Linked DNA regions of Danio rerio: region 2 is linked to region 1. The links are chromatin contacts, called in public Hi-C maps. All regions are on one chromosome and are shown on one strand. Each heading gives the region's core, a stretch centred on a gene start, on an enhancer-like site or on the middle of the called end of the contact. The rest is flanking DNA. Distances are from core to core; before and after follow the strand shown.

What was found. Hi-C and Micro-C count contacts between places; a contact is called where the count stands out from the background.
Region 2: a Hi-C map of an unstated tissue shows a contact between it and region 1, with 2.0 times the contacts expected there. The contact joins the enhancer-like site here to the promoter of si:dkey-81l17.6 in region 1.

What each region holds. Positions count from the first base shown.
Region 1 is chr3:14,739,016-14,741,942 of GRCz12tu, reverse strand. It overlaps si:dkey-81l17.6 (a long non-coding RNA gene), which reads left to right and starts at 1,530. Exons shown (of 2, transcript NR_170142.1): 1 at 1,530-1,783.
Region 2 is chr3:14,828,801-14,831,549 of GRCz12tu, reverse strand. It overlaps a transcript of cacnb1 not described here. Among named protein-coding and RNA genes, the nearest start is that of arl5c, 16 kb to the right of the region's middle. Within about 2 kb of position 1,404, at least 18 of the 62 cell types and tissues checked have an H3K27ac peak or open chromatin away from gene starts, as enhancers often do.

The DNA.
Region 1 (2,927 bases), core at 281-2,780:
TCTCAAAATATTTGGACAGATCCCTTCATTAGATATTTAATTTTCTCTAATTTCAAATATAAAATCAGATCACACATCCACATTGAAGCTTTAGGTGAAGCTGCTGATTTCCACTCTAGTAGTATTCTTTTCCTTGCTAACAAAGTAGCGAAGGCAGTAACATTTATTTACTTGTTTGTCAACGATAACTTGCTTTCTGGTACACTAAAATAGCTAACTCAACACCAGGATATGTCTCTAAATTAAAGGCTTCATTTAATGTTTTAAACATTTGTGCCTAATAGTCACTCAACTTTTCACAAGTCCAGAACATATGGAAAAAGTCTTCCTTGTCACTTTTACATCGATCACACAAGGATATATTTTTGGGTCTACGCAGGAACTGGATCCATTTACTCAGAGCTTATACTTATTTCATCAGGTATTTAAGTTCCAATATATTAAGAATCTTTAATTATTTTCCCAATATTTCACTCGTGATTTTTAACAGAGCAAGGACATTTTCAGTGCATTTCCCATTTTTTTTAAAGTCTTATTTCTTTTAGTTTAAAAAAAATAAATGTCAATATTAGGTCAATATTATTATTAATATTAAAATAAATATATTTTTATTGGTCACTGTTGTCCAATCTCTGGCCTAATTGTCAAAGTAACCTAATTTACTTGGTTAAGCCTTTGAGATTAATATTATCTTGCAAAATAACTAAGATATGATGTACTGTCATCATGGCAAAGGTAAAAGAAATTGCTTATTAGAAATTAGTTGTTAAATTATGTTTAAAAATATGTTGGAATATGCAGCTGGAAGAGCATCTGCTACGTAAAAGGTGCTGGATATGTTGGTGGTTAATTCCACTGTGGATGGAAATGAATGAATATGTTTTTATAAACTCTCCATTAAACAGCACTTGAGAAATATTAATACATAATATTAATACATAAAGGGATAGTTCACACAGAAACCACAAAGTTGATTTGACAAAAAAAAAGATATTAATCCAGAAAAAACAAACAAAACTGTTACCCTGATGAAGGCATACTCTTGCCGAAACGTGTAGGTTTTTAGAGATTTAGCCATGTGAATAAAGGCTTTTTAAATTTTTCACATTTTTCGAGTGCCTTGGACTGATTCTTTTTGTTGTTTTAAAAAAAAAAAGATTTTGAAAAATGTTGGAAAACAGCAGCTATAACCTCCATAGGATGATCAACCAATACTATTGAAGTCAATGGCTACAAATCTTTCATAACATCATCCTTTATGTTCAACAGAAGAAGCTCGAAACGCTTTGGAGCCAGGTAGAGATGGTATTTTTTTTATTTATGTTGATGTTTGGGGTGTGCCCTCAGTTTAATATTTAATGACTTTGATATAAAACAAAAACAGCCTCTTTTATCCGTATCGCTTGGTTTTCTATAATAGTGAAAACATATGTATTATAATAAAGCAAGCGCACTCTTCACCCATTAAAGAAACAACAACACAAAAAGATGCTCCCTTTACTGATCAGCTGGCCGCGGCTATTATTATCGCCCGCTGCATCTGTTTCTCGCAGGGCGGCCAGCAGTGTTGAGCAGCCGGGAAGGGTTTGCAGTCCGCCGGACACACAGCCCAACATTTCTCCTCTCTGGTGACCGAACGTCTTCCGCATCTCCCTCATCATGCTGGACGTCCTGATATTGATGTTTTTCGCCATCATCGGCCTCATGTTCCTGTCCTACATCATCTACATGCTGTGATTGTGTCGACATGGACGCGCCTCGGGACGGATCGCGAAACACAAAGGTTGGTGATGAAATGCAGCAAATAATGGAGGAAGAGCAGCGTTGTGTTGTTTTTAAGAGGGGGTTTTGATTGATGGTGTTTGTGGGTGGGCGCTTACCTAAATGTACTTATCATTAGGCTATGGTTAGAGCAAATGGTAATATTGGAATAGTTAGGTCTGTCATGTTATATAATATTAACATTTATTAATGCGTAATACGAGGAATCACACAACATGACGCGGGTTTACATTAGCTATAATAATGCTGTAGGCCTCGTGCAGATATGGAGAACCAAACCTGCTAAAAGAAGATGTGTATATATGGTGTAGGCTATAAATAAAGTTGAAGTCGAATTATTAGCCCCCTTGTTTATTTTTTTACCCCAATTTCTGTTTAACGGACAGACGATTTTTTTCACCACATTTCTAAACATAATAGCTTTAACTCATTTCTAATAACTGATTTATTTTATCTTTGTCATGATGACAGTAAATAATATTTGACTAGATATTTTTTAAGACACTTCTATACAGCTTAAAGTGACATTTAAAGGCTTAATTAGGTTAACTAGGCAAGTTATTTTGTAATGTTTGTTCTGTAGACTATCAAAAAACAATATAGCTTAAAGGGGCTAATAATTATGTCTTTAAAATGGTGTTTAAAAAATAAAAAAATCTGCTTTTATTCTAGCCAAAATAAAACAAATATGACTTTCTCCACAAGAAAAAAATATCAGACATACTGTGGAAACCCTTAAATGCCTCAGGCAAATCTGTGAAAAACTTGTCTTCAAGGAGGTCAATTGAAGTAAATACAAAAATCAGTATGTGCAGTAAAGTATGATGAATATGTTAGTAATCTATCAAATTAAATTTAGGGTAAAATTAAGTTTTTATTCACCTAAACCCAACTGTCCACCTATGTGGACGCCAGAGGAGTCAGATTGCATAAAAGTCCTTTTTTTCTGTAACCTGCTAATATATCTATTCTATTTTTCAAAGATGTTATCAATTGTCGTATATTGTTATAAAACAGACAATTAACAAATACATCAACATAAATAGTCGTTTAAAATGACATATTACATATGCCCTGTGTCCTGACTGTTTTAAGGGCTTTTACACGAAAAATAATAATTTCCTGCGTGCTGTAAAGAACCCAGT
Region 2 (2,749 bases), core at 155-2,654, 90 kb before region 1:
ATTTAAAAAGAATTAGGGGGAAATATCATAACTTATATTATTTTCTTATAGTATCTAAATATTTTAGAGAACAGAAGCTAAATGGAGAATAAAATGTGATTTACTGCCATACAATGCACTTCAAATACTCCGATATTTAAATAGCTTCACTTGATGAGAACAATCTTAATCAATGTTTTATAAACTGTATAAATGATTTGAGAATGTAAAGATTAAAAGAATTCAGCTACTACCATATGATAAAACAAAAATAAATCTTAGTCAATATTTTTGTACTTCATAAAACCTGAATATTATATAAAAAATTTGTTCAATATAAATATATATATATATATATATATATATATATATATATATATATATATATATATATATATATATATATATATATATATATATATATATATATATAATACTTTGAAAATGGAAAGAAAACCCAGATGATAAATACTGTATATAATAAACTTACAAAATGACAAATCTTGCTCAATATTTTTATACGTAATGATTTTTTTGAGAGAGGTTGAAAATACAAGACAGCGTTTGACTATTAGATGACTATTATAAAACATATTTTTGAAAAAATCATCAGCAAGTATGTTGAAGTAGCCTAGTTTATTGTGTGATGTGTTGAACACGGCCACTAGAGTGCGCTAAACACTAGTTGTTGTTTTTTACATCATGAGCATGGTGTGCATTTGTGTCTGTAGCTTGTCCGATGCATTTAAATTTTTAAAGTTTTTACAGGTATTTTTTGCATATTTCTGAAGTCAACTATAGATATACATATATTTTATTATATTTTTTGCAATAATCTATAGCATGTCATAGAGATTGCATCTAAAAACATTGCTTTTTACAGTTGGGCAGACCTCTAAAAGCATGAGTAGGTAATGAATTGTAATGTGTGTAAGCTACAGTCTCGTTGTTTGTAATGTGTTGAAATAACAAAACCAAAAGCTGACCTCTAACCTTTCTATTAACTGCCTGCTCTTTTTTTGTGTGTGTCTGCATGTGCATTGGCCTGTGCTGGTGTGTTTTGGGGATGTGGCTCGCCGTAGGGGCCGTTCCTGGTGCATGGAGAGCAGAAGAGGGAAATGCCTGAACGTGGCGGCCTGCAAGACTACCAGAGTGACCTGAGCGGAAAGCAGCCACTGCGCTCCTCACGCAGCCAGCTGCAAACAGGCAGCCGGGGTCTCTCTCGTCAGGACACATTTGACTCTGAGACCCAGGGCAGCCGTGATTCTGCATACACCGATGACATGGAGACCGATCCATATGAGGAGCCTGACCCATGCCGCTCATACCGGCTGAACCCAGCCCACCACGCTCCGCGCCAGGCCTCCTGGGAGGACGAAGGGGCGGAGCCTGACCAGGAGAACCTCAACATGGTCCCACCTCCAGCCAATCAGCATCAGCGTGGGCGAGGCAAGCTGAGGGAGCGCTACTGTCAGGACGCAGAAGCCGGAGGAGCTACGACAGGCCGCAACCACAACCAGGAGGAGTGGAGCAGAGACGTGTACATTCGCTAGAGCAGGTTTACCTGAACACACCCAGTAGAATCTCTAGTTTGGATCTGTTTACAACCCAGAGAAACACACAATCATTGACAGACGCTGTACAGCTCGCCACATTCACAACACGCTAGCTCTCTTCCATTGCATCTTTAGTTTTTGAGGACGATACACTAACCCACAAAAGTTTGGAAGAGTGAAGATGAGTGATGTTTTTGAAAGACGACTTTCATGCTTGAAAAATACTTTTAAAATGATATTAGATTATTATTATAAATGTAGTATTATTAACACAAAGCTGAATGTTTTGTTTTTTTTTTTGCTGTAATTTGAGTCTTTAGTTGCATGTGATCCTTTAGAAATCATTCACATATCATGACTGAAAAATGAAATAATTTTCATCACAGGAAATCATTTTAGAAAAATATATTTAGGTAGAAAAATTATAAGTTAATATAATAATACATTTCATTTAAATTGTCGTATTTCAACATGATATGTTTTTGCTGTACTTTTAATCTAACAGATGCAGCCTTCGGTGAGCATACTCAATGCTGCCTCACCTAAAAACTTTAAATGAAAAACATTAAGTGTTTTGGTTGTTTATTTACATAATCACATTTTTTGGGGTCTAAAAATGCTAACTTTAAAAAACGATTTCAAATTGCACGTTTTTGAAAACATTGTTATTGACGTCGTGTAAAAACTGTTGTTAATTGATGCGTATGCATACGTGTTTAGTCTATTGACCTTATTCTTAACATGCGAGAGGGAGCCATTGGAATCTTTTTGGTTTCGTTCGCTTCCATTGATTTTAAAGACGTTAAAAACAGCTCGCTATGCTGCTTGAGTTTGCAAACTGAATTTTTCTTATCATGTTATAATACATTTTTGACACCGGGAACAATTTTTGATTTTTAATCATATATTAGCGTCAACAATCTTTTTTAATTCATGTATTCATTTGGTTGTTGATTTTTAATTGAATATTTATTATTAAAATGTTCTTGCCCCTTCTCGGGCTGGAGAGGGTCTGGTTCGGGGACCACAGGATCTCATCTCTGTTATTTGCAGACAATGTTGTTCTGTTGGCTTCATCGAACATGGAGCTTCAGCATGCACTGGTTTGCTGCCGTGTGGCGCAGCTGGGATGAGAATCAGCACCTCCAAGTCCGAGGCCATGGTGCTCCACCGGAAAAAGGTGGTTTGCCATCTCCAGGTTGGAGGAGTTCAAG